3 separate regions of the Oryctolagus cuniculus genome follow, and all the other regions are linked to region 2. The links are chromatin contacts, called in public Hi-C maps. All regions are on one chromosome and are shown on one strand. Each heading gives the region's core, a stretch centred on a gene start, on an enhancer-like site or on the middle of the called end of the contact. The rest is flanking DNA. Distances are from core to core; before and after follow the strand shown.

Region 1 (4,523 bases), core at 788-3,287, 340 kb after region 2:
ATGGGATGCCGGCACTGCAGGCAGTGGCTCCACTCACTATGCCACAGCACTGGCCCCAAGACAGCTTGTTTTAGATGAGACAAGCTGATGATACAGATGAAACTCATAGTGTTAGACTATCCGCATTGATTTGTGAGAGAAAAAATAAATCTTGATCATGCTGTGATTGAAGAGCGCTGGCAGTTACCAGCAGGGACAACAGCCAACATCGTAGACATCTCAAGCTGGGTCAGACTGCGCAATTCTGACTGCAGAGTCAAAGTGCAACCAGCTGTCTGTTTCACGGGTGCCAACACTGTTGCTCCCAGGTGAGCTGCAGAGAAGAGCGGAGCTCTCAATGGGAATTGTAAGTCAATGGGATCCATACCCCGAAGCATTTCTTCAAACACTTGTTAACAGGCAATTAACCGGTTTTACCAGTATGATCCTGAAGATAAAACACAACCAAAGCAGTGGCTACCAAGAGGTGGAAGGGGTCCAGTCAAAGTAGCAGCAACCCCGGCAAGAGCAGAGATCGTGAAACCGTGTTGGGTGATGCTCAGGGTCTCTTGCTTCTTGGCTTTCTGGAGCCTCAAGGAGCTGTAATGTGCTTGGTGGAGAGTGTTTGAGAAAGGCAGAGCTTTAGCAGGAAAACACCCAGGAGAGATTCACCAAAGAACCCTTCTCCACCATTGCAATGTTCCTGCTCATCCTCTTACTCAAACAATGGTGATTTTGGGGCTGGCGCTGTGGCGTAGCGGGTAAAGCTGCCACCTGCAGTGCCGGCATCCCATATGGGCACCAGTTCAAGTCCTGGCTGCTCCACTTCTGATCCAGCTCTCTGCTATGGCCTTGGAAAGCAGTGGAAGATGGCCCAAGTGCTTGGGCCCCTGCACCCACGTGGGAGACCTGGAAAAAGCTCCTGGCTTGTCTTCAGATTGGCACAGCTCCAAACCAGCAGATGGAAGACTTCTCTCTCTCTCTCTCTCTCTCTCTCTTTTTCTCTCTCTCTCTCTGCCTCTCCTCTATCTATGTAACTCTGACTTTCAAATAAATAAATATTTTTTTTAAAAAAAAGGTGATTTTGTGAGTGTTTTGCTGGGAAATTATTAGACATCCACATTAGAGTGCTGACTTGGCTTTTTCTGATTCCTTTGTGTTTCCTAAACTTAAAACATCTTTAACAGGCTCCCATTTTTCTTCAGCTAATAATGTAATATTAATTTTAAAAAAAAGACAAGAAAGACTTCATTGACATAGTTCCCAGGACCCTGAGTTCTTAGGGATGGACTCAGTGGCTGGTCTCCTCACTTACTAAAGTGCCTTCAGCTTATGTTAAGAAATAGAGTTCTGGGGCTACCACTGTGGTGTAGCATGTTAAGCAGCCACCTACAATGCTGGCATCCCATATGGACGCCAGTTTGAGTTCCAGCTGCCCTACTTCCAATCCAGCTCCCTGCTGATGTTCCTGGGAGAGTAGCAGAGAATGGCCCAAGTGTTTGGGCCCCTGGACCTCTGTGGGAGACTGGAAGAAGCTCCTGGCTCCTGGCTTTGGACTAGTTCAGCCCCTGCTGTTGCAGCCATTTGTGGAGTGAACCAGCAGATGAAAAATCTCTTGTTCTGTCTCTCTCTATCTCTCTTTCTCTCTCACTATGTAACTCTGCCTTTCAAGCAAATAAATAATAAATCTTTTTAAAAAGAGGACTTTTTAAATCTGCATTTTGTATAGATTATGATGGAACTGGAAATTAACCAAGGTGAAGCCAGAAAGAGGAAAAATCCATGAGTTTGCAACAGTAATCTCCAAATTCTCTGCATCTGTTGCTTGGACCAGTTTACCCTTTGCCATGACTTCTCTCTTGGGCCATTTGCTTAGAAAGCACACCGCAGGTCCCATTTGTTCAGGGTTGGCCAAGCGCTGTGTCCTGTCCACCAAGTGACGCGTTGAGACGGTGGCTGCTAACAGAGCCTGGTTTGTTTTCCTGTGTACAGCACCATCGCTCGAAACAGGAGCGTGGATGACTTGGCTGACTCATCCCTGTCTTCCCTGGGCCACTGCCCTCACAAGTTCACACTTGTGGGTGCTGGCAGGGCATCTGACTGCAGCTCGCGTGTGCTGGGGAGGTGCAGGGTAAGGGATTTGCTGCCATTAAAACCTGACTTTTCGCTCCCATCCATGTTAAGTTTGGGGCCAGCAGGGCGTGTATATGGAGAACAAAAGCTTTAAGGAAAGGTGGTTTCGCCACAGATGTCGGTTCAAAGACCAGGGTTATTATAGCTCATTCAGGTAGCAGTTTGGGTCATGCCCAGGGGATTCCTTCTAGACTACGTGTCTCACACTTCACAGATGGGTTTTATTTTGTTTTTCTGCTCTTTGAGAAAGTGGCTCATTTTCATGATTACAGACCCACCCACATCAATGCCTGCTGGAGTAGCAGGGTGGGGTGGGGGTGCTCCCTAAGGTGGGGTCCCCCCCCCATCTTCCCTGTGTTGTCCTGGACCAACTTCCTGGCCCACGGGTGTGCACACCCATAATATGGGTCACACAGACAACTGCCTGAAGACAAGGCACTGTTCTTTGGGACAATTAAACTTTTTATTAACTTGGCCTCTGGGAAGTCACCTTCCTGGGGGCCGTGTCCTGAGCTCTCAGATTGCCACAGTTCTCTACCTATATGCTTATGATCTGGAATCTCCACGCCTAGGTCTGGCTTATCTCCTCATCTCCAGACCCACACGCTCACCCCCGTAATGAGCATCTCCAAGTGGGTGACTCAGAGGCACCCCACACTGGGCGTGCCACAACACAGCTGGGCTGGCTTCTGCCTCCCACGTCTTCCATTGCTTTTTTGGGGATTTATCATAAGTCTAGTTCAAACTTTATCCTAATTACAGTAAAAATGGCACTATCAAAAAAACCAAAAAACCTGAACCTGCCAACTACCAAGCCAGTTGAAGTTGAATTAAAATTGACTTCACCTGCGTTGTTGTGGATACATGCACTCGCCCAGGCAAAAGGCTGACACTGGCCTTGAAGTTAAAGCACTTGGATGCCAACCTGATCAAGTTCAACTCAGTTCAAGTAGAACTTAAAGGAGGAGGGAAGCCAATCCAGTTTTTTCCCTCAGTGACATCCTGTTATGATAGATTCTATTTTCTGGGAAAATTTAGCTTTCTTTAAGTCCCATGGTGTAGAGTTTGAGTATAATCGATTTTAAGATTATGGGATAGGCCGGCGCCGCGGCTCACTAGGTTAATCCTCAGCCTTGCGGCGCCGGTACACCGGGTTCTAGTCCCGGTCGGGGCACCGGATTCTGTCGCAGTTGCCCCTCTTCCAGGCCAGCTCTCTGCTGTGGCCAGGGAGTGCAGTGGAGGATGGCCCAAGTGCTTGGGCCCTGCACCCCATGGGAGACCAGGAGAAGCACCTGGCTCCTGCCATCAGATCAGCGCGGTGCGCTGGCCGTGGCGGCCATTGGAGGGTGAACCAACGGCAAAGGAAGATCTTTCTCTCTTGTCTGTCTCTCTCTCTCTCACTGTCCACTCTGCCTGTCAAAAAAAAAAAAAAAAAAAAAGATTATGGGATAGAGGCAAGGAGTGACTAAATAAACAAATCATTGGTAAGGTCATTAGAGAATAAATGCACACATCTCCTTCATTCAGACCACACAGTGAGAAACATTACGACATGGATCAATGCTCCTGACTCACTGTGGCTCCCTAGATGATTTCTCGACTTCATGATGGTGTGCAGGTCCGTCCCTACAGCCCTCTGCTTTACATGTTGGGTGCACATAAATATCCAACACTTTATTACCTGCACACCCCGGCTTAGCAGCCCAGTGCCGTGCAGAACCTTGGTTGTTCCCCTTGTTACTGCTGTATCACCAGAGGGGATCAGACCACACTAGTCCAGGGAAAAATCCCAACACAAAACTGCAGGTAGTTTCTACTGAATGCATAGTGCTTTGTGCCATCGTAAAAGCAAGACATTATTAAGTAGAACGACGGAAGTCAGGAATCACATGTACTCTGTCGTGGGAACATACTGTGTTATGAGTGATGTTTTTGAGTAATTTAAATAAAGCTCCTGAGAGCACTTGTGTGCAAATGTTTTTGCAAACATGTTTTCAGTTTTCTAGAGTAAATCCTAGGAGTAGGATTGCTGATGCTTGGTGTAAGTGTACATTTAACTGCAGTAACAAGCCTCCACGCTGTTCCCCAGAACAGTCTCACCATTTTATACGGCTGCCTGCCATGTATGAGAGTTCTGGTTGCTCCATATCCTCACCAGCATTTGATGTTATTAGTCAGTTTAGCTTTGGCCATCATAATAGTTGAGTTGTGATAATTCACGTGGTTTAATTTGTATTTTCTTGATCATTGATAAGTGGATAATCTCTTCAGACCACCCTTTGCATAGGTCTTTTTTTTTTTTTTAAGATTTGTTTATTTATTTGAGAGGTAGAGTTACAGAGAGAGAGAGAGAGAGAGAGAGGTCTTCCATCGGCTGGTTCACTCCCCAAATGGCTGCAACAGCCGGAGCT
Region 2 (4,671 bases), core at 1,696-4,195:
TTTCTAAATGGCTGTCCCATTCCAGGAAATGTCTCAAAATAAAATACTTTCTCTGGGGTCGTCACTGTGGGGTAGTGGGATAAGCCTCAACCTGTGGCGCCAGCATCCCATATGGGCACCAGTTCGGGTTCTGGCTGCTCCGCTTCTGATCCGGCTCCCTGCTAATGGGCCCGAGAAACCAGTGGAGGGTGGCTCAGGTCCTTGGGCCCCTGCACCCACCTAAGAAGCCCGGAAGAAGCTCCTGGCTCCTGGCTTCTGATTGGCTCAGCTCTGGCCATTGCGGCCATTTAGGGAGTGAATCAGCAGAGGGAAGACCTTTCTCTCTGTCTCTCCCTCTCTGTGTGACTCTTTCAAACACATTTTTATAATAAATAAGTAAATAAAATACTTTCTCAGACAGCAGTTAAGCAGCCTTTAGTGTCCATGTTAATAATTTTATTGTTAAGGTAAAAGCAGGGATTTTTCATGGGAACACTTCAAAAGCAATTAGACCAGTTATTCCGGGCACAGAAGCCCCTCAGTGTGAAACAGGCCCCAGGACACAAGGATGCTTCTAGTCCTTGGGCCAAGGAAGGGCAGGTGGGGGCAGGTCCTGGGCTCCTGCCCTCAGCCGTCTTTGAAGAGAGATAAAGAAAAGGAGACAATTGGCTTCGAGGAGCAGTGCATTTAATTTTCATACTTGAAATTGGAGGAGCTTCCACAGGGCTTTGGAAATGATCACTTCAGAAATTCAAGAGCAAATAACATGCTTGGGCAATCAACTTTGAAAGGCAAAGACCCAAATCGTCTTGGTGAGTTTCATCTCCCTGCAGAGGCCCCAAAGACAAAATCCCGAGCGGAGAAGAATGCCCTTTCCTTGCAGGGTTTTTTAAGAAATGAGCTTGGAGGGTGGTTGTTTTATGTTTTGTTTTTGGTAGAATTCAGCGTCTTTAATAGCCACCAGACATCAAAGAAGCCAATGCCCTATTGCACGTTTTTCATACAATTCTGATTTTTAAAAGAATCTGTGCTACTTTAGAAGAGTTTTTATCTGCAACTCAGAACATCAGCCTGCTTTTCTGCCTCTTTGATTTTGGCATTTACTGCCAGCTTCAATCCATAGGCGCACAGAGCGATGTTTATTTATTCACAAACGACCTTGGGCGCACGACGTGGGCCATGTGCGGTCACAGCCCCTCGGCGGGACTCCCCTGCCCCTGGGGAGCTGGGCAGGGGCGACGCTGCTAGCTGTCGTGCAGCCCCCCCCCCCCCCCCCGCGGGCCTCCGAGGATTATCCGGGGTGTGATACTCATCCACACAAAACATTCTTACCTCCTCACACGGCTCCGTCCAATGAGCATCTCCGGCCGGGGAAGGAGAAAGCGCCTGCTTCAGCGTCTCTCCACGAGGGGGCGCCCTCCCCTGCCTGTGCTCACTTTTTCCAGATTTTCGAGCCAATAAGGGTATTGAAATATCTGGTTACGCTGCAGGGACGTTGAGCATAAAGAGGAAGTCTACACGTGAAGATGATTACAATTAAATACAATTATTGTTTTTTTAAAAAAATATTTATTTATTTGAAAGGCAAAGCTACAGACAGGCAGAGGCAGAGAGAGAGAGAGGTCTTCCATCCACTGGTTCACTCCCCAGTTGGCTGCAATGGCCAGAGCTGCGCCGATCTGAAGCCAGGAGCCAGGAGCTTCTTCCAGGTCTTCCACACGGGTGCAGGGGCCTAAGGATTTAGGGCATCTTCTACTGCCTTCCCAGGACACAGCAGAGAGCTGGACAGGAAGAGGAGCAGCCGGGACTCAAACCGGCACCTATATGGGATGCCGGCACTTCAGGTGGCAGCTTTACCTGCTACACCACAGCACCGGCCCTATTACCATTATTTTACTGCAGCAAAGCACTGCTGAGGCCCCCTGTGGAAAGAGGTGAGGCAGTGTCTGCAGCCCCCCACCGCCCCTTGCCAGAGTGAGACTGAGTTTCTCACGGGGTCTCTGTTCCTCACCTTTTTGATTGGTGAAAGGGGACGAGGGAAGGTGGTGAGGCAACACTTCCCTAGATCCCTAGGAGCCTGAGACCCGCTCTCTTTTAGCTCTCAATTTCTAGAAGTAAACAAAGCTGCCAACCGGAAACCCTCAAATTATTTTAGACTCCAAAAGAGAAACCAAGACCATTTGTCAGAGATTGACCCTGGCCCAGCCGCCACCCTTAACACGTGGATGTCTTAACTCCCAGTACCAGTGACTGGGACCAGAACCGGAAACAGGGTCTCTGCAGATAATGAGTTTACAATGAGGTCAATAAGGTGGGCCCTATTCCAACAGGACTGGGCTCCTTATAGCAGGGGGAAATCCAGACACAGGCGCAGTGAGAACACCAGGTCGGGATGAAGCGGAGAAGCAGGAATGCTGTTCTACCAGCCAAGGACTGGGAGAGGTGGCTGCAGACACTGGAAGCTGGGGGAAGGGACTAAGACAGATGCTGCCTCCAAGCCCCAGAAAATCAACCCAGCTGACCCCTTGATCTGGCACCGCCAGCCCCTACACTGGGGGGGGGGGGGGGCAGTGGGTTTCTATTGCTGAAGCTCCGGGCTGTGGCATTCTGCTAAGAAGGCAGCCACAGCCACGCCACAGACAGATACACGGGGACATTCCTCCACGTTAACAGAATCCAAACGTGAGATTCCAACACCTGCAGGCCTGCTAATGTCTGAGGTGTATGTGGGAGAGGTGGCATCAGCGCTGCTGTGGGCTCTGGGCTGCAGCGTGGGGCCCACACACACCCAATCCTCTTGGGAAGGCATGAGCTTTCACACTATAAATGGCGGCCAATGTTACGGGTGCTGGGAAAGGCCTTCCTGAAACATGACTGGAGGGCACACCAGAGGTGCATTCGTGTATCCGTGCACCTGGGCAAGCTGCAGGCGTGGCTATGGGTAAAGAGCCCAGACTTTAAGGCCAGGGGCTCCTGGGTGTAAATCTTGCCTCTGCACGCATGAGCGCTAGAACTTGGTCAGTCAGCTCGGGGAAGGCTCTCTTAGAAGTAGTTCTTCTAGCAAGGTGAAGTTGTCTCTTACCTGTCATCTTATTTTTGAAATTTATTAATCTAATTGTTTTCAAATGTAAAATAATTAGGGATCCTTCACAATTCAAGGGTCGAACCTAAAATAACAGAAAGCAAAATTATCGTTTCAATAAATGCTTCAAAAAGCTTTATAAGGATACAGGCTTATAGTCACATCCTATATGTGACCATATGCATATATCCTATATGCACGGACACAAGGACTTGGGCCATCTTCCACTGCTTTCCCAGGCCATAGCAGAGAGCTGGATCAGAAGAGGAGCAGCTGGGACTAGAACTGGTACCCACATGCATAGGATGCTGGTGCCCGAGCGGAGGATTAACCTACTGTGTCACAGTGTTGGCCCCCCAAATAAATTTTTTTTTATTTTTTTGACAGAGTGGACAGTGAGAGAGAGAGACAGAGAGAAAGGTCTTCCTTTGCCGTTGGTTCACCCTCCAATGGCCGCTGCGGCCGGCGCACCGCGCTGATCCGATGGCAGGAGCCAGGAGCCAGGTGCTTTTCCTGGTCTCCCATGGGGTGCAGGGCCCAAGCACTTGGGCCATCCTCCACTGCACTCCCTAGCCACAGCAGAGAGCTGGCCTGGAAGAGGGGCAACCGGGACAGAATCCGGCGCCCCAACCGGAACTAGAACCCGGTGTGCTGGCGCCGCTAGGCAGAGGATTAGCCTAGTGAGCTGCGGCGCCGGCCCCCCAAATAAATTTTTAAAAGATACAGAATTTGGGGGTTAGGCATTGTGGTGCATTGGATTCAGCCACCATTCATAAACCCATACTGGAGTGCCCATTCAACTACCGGCTACTCTGCTTCTGATCCAGCTTCCTGCTGGTGCTCCCCGGAGGCAGACGATGGCCAAGTACTTGGATTCCTGCCACTCACATGGGAGACCCTGATGCAGTTCCTGGCTTCTGGCCCAGCCCTTGCTACCGCCAGCATTTGGAGACCAAACCAACAGATGTAAAATCTCTTCTTTGCTCTCATTTTACCTTTCAAGGAGATGAAAATAATCATTTTTTAAAAGATGCAAATTTTTTTATGTTATTGTGAAATCCTGATTGAAAATCTGAAATGTGGCTTTGTTGATATGATTTCTTTTTTTGATCTGTAAATGTTTCCTTCACGGGAGGCCAAATGATGCTGAGAAGTGAACACTGGTGACAAGCGAAAGCAACTTCGCACTGTGTGTGGGAAGGAATTGCTATGCCGTGTGACATAAATAAGTAGACTGCGTATTTATAAAAGCTTACTTCATACGACGAAGCTAAACATCATGCGTCGCTCTAGTACTGGTGATAAAATGAACCACCGTGAGGTTTGATTTTCTTTTCTGTTTTCACTCTTCCTTAAGGCTCCAAGTTAGCAAGTGTGTCTTACAGTAATGAACAACAGAACGTTCCCATTTCCACTGTTCGTTCATTCCTTACTCACAGGGCCTTATGTCCAACTACCTTCTTGTGGGGCAGGGTCTGGATCTGCTCTGTGGGGTGCACATTAAGATGTCCACTGTTGGGACCCGGCGGGCAGTTGTGGTGTAGTGGGTTAAGCTGCTGCCTGTGACAGGGCATCCCATATGCGGCTCCACTTCAATTCAGTCTCCTGCT
Region 3 (4,515 bases), core at 1,402-3,901, 280 kb after region 2:
GTGTGTGTCTCTGTCACTCTGCCTTTCAAATAAAATGTATTAATAATTATATCTTTAAAAGATGCACATTATAAAAACTATATATAAATTTAAAGATGTTTCTGCACCAAAATAAATTTTTATTACATTTTCTTCAAACTTTTTGAAGTGCTGTTTTATAGTTTGGGGAGACAGAAAGAAATGCGTTCATTTTTTTTTAAGGATTTATTTCTTTGAAAGAGTTATACAGAGAGAGGTAGAGACCGAGAGAGAGAGAGAGGTCTTCCATCTACTGGTTCACTTCCCAGATGGCTGCAATGCTGCCTCGATCCGGAGCCCTGAGCCAGGAGCTTTTTCCTGGTCTCTCACGCTGGTGCAGGGGCCCAAGGACTTGGGCCATCTTCTGCTGTTTTCCCAGGCCACAGCAGAGAGCTGGATCAGAGGAGGAGCAGCCAGGACTTGAACCGGCACCCACATAGGATGCCGGCACTGCAGGCGGCGACCTAACCTGCTATGCCACAGCGCCGGTCCCTGCATGCAGATTTTAATAATGGTTTTTGTCTGGGGAAAAGCACAAGTGACTTCTGTTCCTTCATTATACTTTCCAGTTTTTTTTCCCTTGTACTTTCGAAATTTTGTACAAAAGCTGACTTGCTTTTGATAATTGGAACAAAATTAAAAAAAAAAAAACCATCCTTGGCCGGGGCCGCAGCTCACTAGGCTAATCCTCTACCTTGTGGCGCCGGCACCCCGGGTTCTAGTCCCAGTTGGGGCGCCGGATTCTGTCCCGGTTGCCCCTCTTCCAGGCCAGCTCTCTGCTGTGGCCAGGGAGTGCAGTGGAGGATGGCCCAGGTGCTTGGGCCCTGCACCCCATGGGAGACCAGGATGAGTACCTGGCTTCTGCCATCGGATCAGCACAGTGCGCCGCCGCAGTGCGCCAGCCGTGGTGGCCATTGGAGGGTGAACCAACGGCAAAGGAAGACCTTTCTCTGTCTCTCTCTCTCACTGTCCACTCTGCCTGTCAAAAAAAAAAAAGAGAAACCCTCCCAGTCTGCCCTTCTCCCAGGTGCCGTCACACGCAAGCACATAGTTATTGCTGATTCACATTCACAGAAGTTCATTTATTTAACCCAAGAATTAACCGCTGATTCCTGCCTGGCAAGTTAGGCTGGTACAACGGCAGAATCACGAAATTTAACCACAGCCTGTTCTGGTTTTTATATTTCGGGAGCACTTGGGTTATAACATAGGATGTTCAAATATCAAGCCTGAAAAGTACCATGCAGTAAGAAGTGGGCCCTGGAGTGTGTGCGGGACGTAAGAGGATTTGAATACAGGTGGAATGCCCTCTGGGGCCTGCTCTGTTATGAGATGGAAAGTATAATCCCCCATTCTACAGATTCGAAAACCGAGGCCCAGGATGTCATGCTCTTTGGATTTCAGCCCAGTGAGCCACATGACACCTACAACAATGAGACATCCACGGCCCCTACTGGAAAAGCAGCTGTTTCACCAGCGGTCTGGGAGACAGGGCCGCCCTGCGTGTCTTCCTGTGTCCCGATCCAGTCCCTAAGGCCACCAGGGAAGGGACCGTGGACTCCTGCTGGATCAAGGCTGATCTCAATCAGCCATAAAGCTTCTGTGGGTTTATCTGCTTTAACGGGAGGAACTCTCTCTCTTTTCCTTGCTCCTCAGTGGAGGGTTTGCCCGAGTCAGCATTTGCGGCAGCAGAGACAGAGGAGTCTCTCTGTGGCTTGGCTAAATTGAGGCTTCTGTGCCGGCTGCCTCCCCCGCCCCACCCCGCCCCGCTCCCCAGCACCGTGAGCCATCCTTCACCGCCTTCTAGAATTCAGAGTCATCCCTTCTCGTGGGGAAACCAGCCCAGAGCTGATTCAAAATCCTCGTGATTTTTTAAAAATAGAGCCCTGGCTCGGTGCCCCGGTTCCCCGGTCCCTCGGTGGGTGCCTGCTCCCTCAGCACACCCCGCCCGAGGCCTTGGAGTGGGGGTGCTTCTCCCCAGCCGACCTTCTCCTCCCTGCCCAAGTCTCAGGCCGGACGTTCCCGCTAAGAGTCTCTGCAAATCATCTGGGCTGTCCAGACTGTCCAACCACAAGATCTCAGCATGGTTGCACAAACACGTGGCTCTCCATGAGCCCTTTCAGCCACAGCGGGATTAGGAGGTGAGACCTACCTGTTGCTCCAGCAAGCTTGACCACCAGCCCGGAGGTGCCCAGGTGGCAGGAGAGGGGCTGGGCCGGAGTGGGGGCAGGGTGCATGCTCTGGTCTCACTGCCTTGCTCTGCTGGCACCCTCCCCTCCTCCCCTCCCCCCCAGTCCCCATTGCCAGAGCTCTCTTCTCCATCCTTGGCGGGGGGGGGGGGGGGGGGGGGCTCGTTTAAGGGCTTCTGTGTGTTGCAGCCTGCTTGCCAGTGGTGGAAACAGATGTGTGTGTTTTCCTTGTTGGCCCTTGTGTCTAACAGACACATGTTATTTGTCACTGGCTTCCTTGAGGCCACAAAGAAACGCTGAGGGCCCTGTGGCCTGCCTGCCTCCTTTGGGGAATGGGCCTGCAGGTCCCCCTGTGCTCTCCCCTCCCTGCAGGGCTGGGATGCCCTGTGGTCAGCGTTGGTCACTGGGTGAAGGGCGGCCTTGTTTTGGCAGGGAAGGAAATGGGCCAGGCACGAGGCCTTGCTGGACCCTCCCCTGCTGCAGGGCGGGCCTGCCTAATTGCAAACACATGTGCTGCTCCCAGAGCCGGCCGGAATCCGTGTCCCGCCTGGTGAGAGCTGTGTGTGTGTGTGTGTGTGTGTGTCTCCACCCCCCACCCCCATGCCCTGTTTCTCATCAAGGAAACCGGGGCGTCCCACACCCGGGGCCCGGGACAGCTGCCTCGCGGGGGTGCCCGCCGGGAACCTTTGTAAGTCAGAACAGGGGGATTTGGTTGCCTTTCATCCTCCTTTGTTTCTGGTGGGTGAGTGAACCCTCGCTCCCTTCCCTTTCTCTTCCTGTTAATGTGTTTGCTGTTACCAAAGACGTCTTCAAGGCACCCTGTCCCGCTAGAAAGGATGGCCTGCCCAGGGCGCATGCGCCTTCTGGCTAAGGATCCCGTGCGTGAGTCCCTGGGGGGCTGCTGAGGCTGCACGGCCAGAGCCCACTCCCCGAGTGGAGAGGCCCCCGGAGCTAGCGCGGAACCCTAGCTGTGAGTGAGGGGAACCCAAAGACCCGTAATCTGAGGCACGGATTGAACGCCCACCTCCTGCACACTCTGGAACCTCCCAGAGTTTGTTCATCGGCCTGAGGTTCAGCTCGTCGCCTGTGAGATGCCAGTAACAGTCTCTCTCGGGCGGTGTGGCCAGGCCGGCAACTTGGGAGTGTGTGCAGTAGAGTCTTCAGCGGATGGGATGCTTGTCTTTGATGTTGCAGGGCTTTGAGTTACCAGCTCATTGAGAAAGACTCACACTGTGGTTTGAATGTGTGCGCTGAGATTCCTGGTTGGTGACTTCACCCCCAGTGCCACATTGCTGGGAGAGGGCCCAGTGGGAGCTGTTTGGGTCAGTACAGCACCGCTCTCTTGAACGGGTTCATGCCCGTTAAAAAAAGGATGTGGGCTTCAAGTTCAGCCTCCTGCTGTCTTGTTCTTGCCCTCTCCTGCCCTTCTGCCTTCTGCTATGGGACAGGGCAGCTCGAAGGCTGGCTGCATGCCCTTAGGTTTTCCAGCCTTCAGACCCGTAAGCTACATACATGTCTGTCCATCGTAAATAGCCCAGCCTTGGGTTCTGTGTCACAGCAGCAAAAATGCGCTGGGACGGCTGGTTTTCAGAGAGCGCAGCTTGTGAAGGTGGAACTTGGGGGAAGAACAGCACCGAGCGAGCGGCGAGGACTGCAGTGTGGGCCGTGCGTTTCAGAGACGCGTAGACCGAAAGCCTTGTGCATCAGAGCTCTGTGGGTGTCCCCCCGACTGTCCTAACTCTTCGTGAACAGTCACCCGGGAGTGTGTACTTCCGTACACCCCCTTGTCTTCCTCTCCACTGTGGAAGTTCTCAAGTACAGTTGTCTCTGTATCTGATTCCTGGATCTGCACATTCAATCGACCATGGATGGAAACACTTGAAAAAAAGAATTGCACCCGTACTGAATGTATATAGACTGTGTTTGTCATTTTCCCCTAAATAATAAACACAGCAGCAATGATTGACATAGCATTTACATTGTATGATTGAAGTACTCAGGAGGATAGGTGTAGGTTCTAGCAAGCACTGCACTATTTCAAATGACGGATGCTAGCATCTATGAGTCAGCAGCAAATACCGGTAAACTCTCTGCTCAGATGCAACAGTCGTTACGATTACACCATGCCTCTTGCCCTCCCTTTTCTTTTTCTCCCTATGCACGTATTTTACATTTTTTTTGCTAAGAAGTTTGAACATGTTACGACATCCTGATATTCCCCCATTGTAGATCTGGGAGCCCTCTTCTGTTGGGATACGGCCTCCTACCGCCTCAAGGCAGCACCGTTCTTACACAGGTGTCGTCCGAG

Evidence for each region. A called contact is a pair of places that touch in the nucleus more often than the background predicts.
Region 1: a contact with region 2 is called in a Hi-C map of skin fibroblasts, with 4 times the contacts expected there. The contact joins two enhancer-like sites. A contact is called at or near these places in 5 of 6 Hi-C or Micro-C datasets (ear pinna, embryonic fibroblasts, psoas muscle and 2 more).
Region 3: a Hi-C map of skin fibroblasts shows a contact between it and region 2, with 3 times the contacts expected there. The contact joins two enhancer-like sites. A contact is called at or near these places in 2 of 6 Hi-C or Micro-C datasets (embryonic fibroblasts and skin fibroblasts).

Annotation. Positions count from the first base shown.
Region 1 is chr1:140,134,070-140,138,592 of mOryCun1.1, reverse strand. The region is part of intron 4 of ROR2 (receptor tyrosine kinase like orphan receptor 2); the gene reads left to right. Among named protein-coding and RNA genes, the nearest start is that of ROR2, 190 kb to the left of the region's middle. Within about 2 kb of position 2,037, at least 2 of the 8 cell types and tissues checked have an H3K27ac peak or open chromatin away from gene starts, as enhancers often do. A contact at or near this core is called in ear pinna, where this site is marked.
Region 2 is chr1:140,478,170-140,482,840 of mOryCun1.1, reverse strand. No RefSeq gene overlaps it. Among named protein-coding and RNA genes, the nearest start is that of SPTLC1, 47 kb to the right of the region's middle. Within about 2 kb of position 2,945, at least 1 of the 8 cell types and tissues checked has an H3K27ac peak or open chromatin away from gene starts, as enhancers often do. A contact at or near this core is called in ear pinna, where this site is marked.
Region 3 is chr1:140,200,202-140,204,716 of mOryCun1.1, reverse strand. The region is part of intron 1 of ROR2 (receptor tyrosine kinase like orphan receptor 2); the gene reads left to right. Among named protein-coding and RNA genes, the nearest start is that of ROR2, 120 kb to the left of the region's middle. Within about 2 kb of position 2,651, at least 3 of the 8 cell types and tissues checked have an H3K27ac peak or open chromatin away from gene starts, as enhancers often do.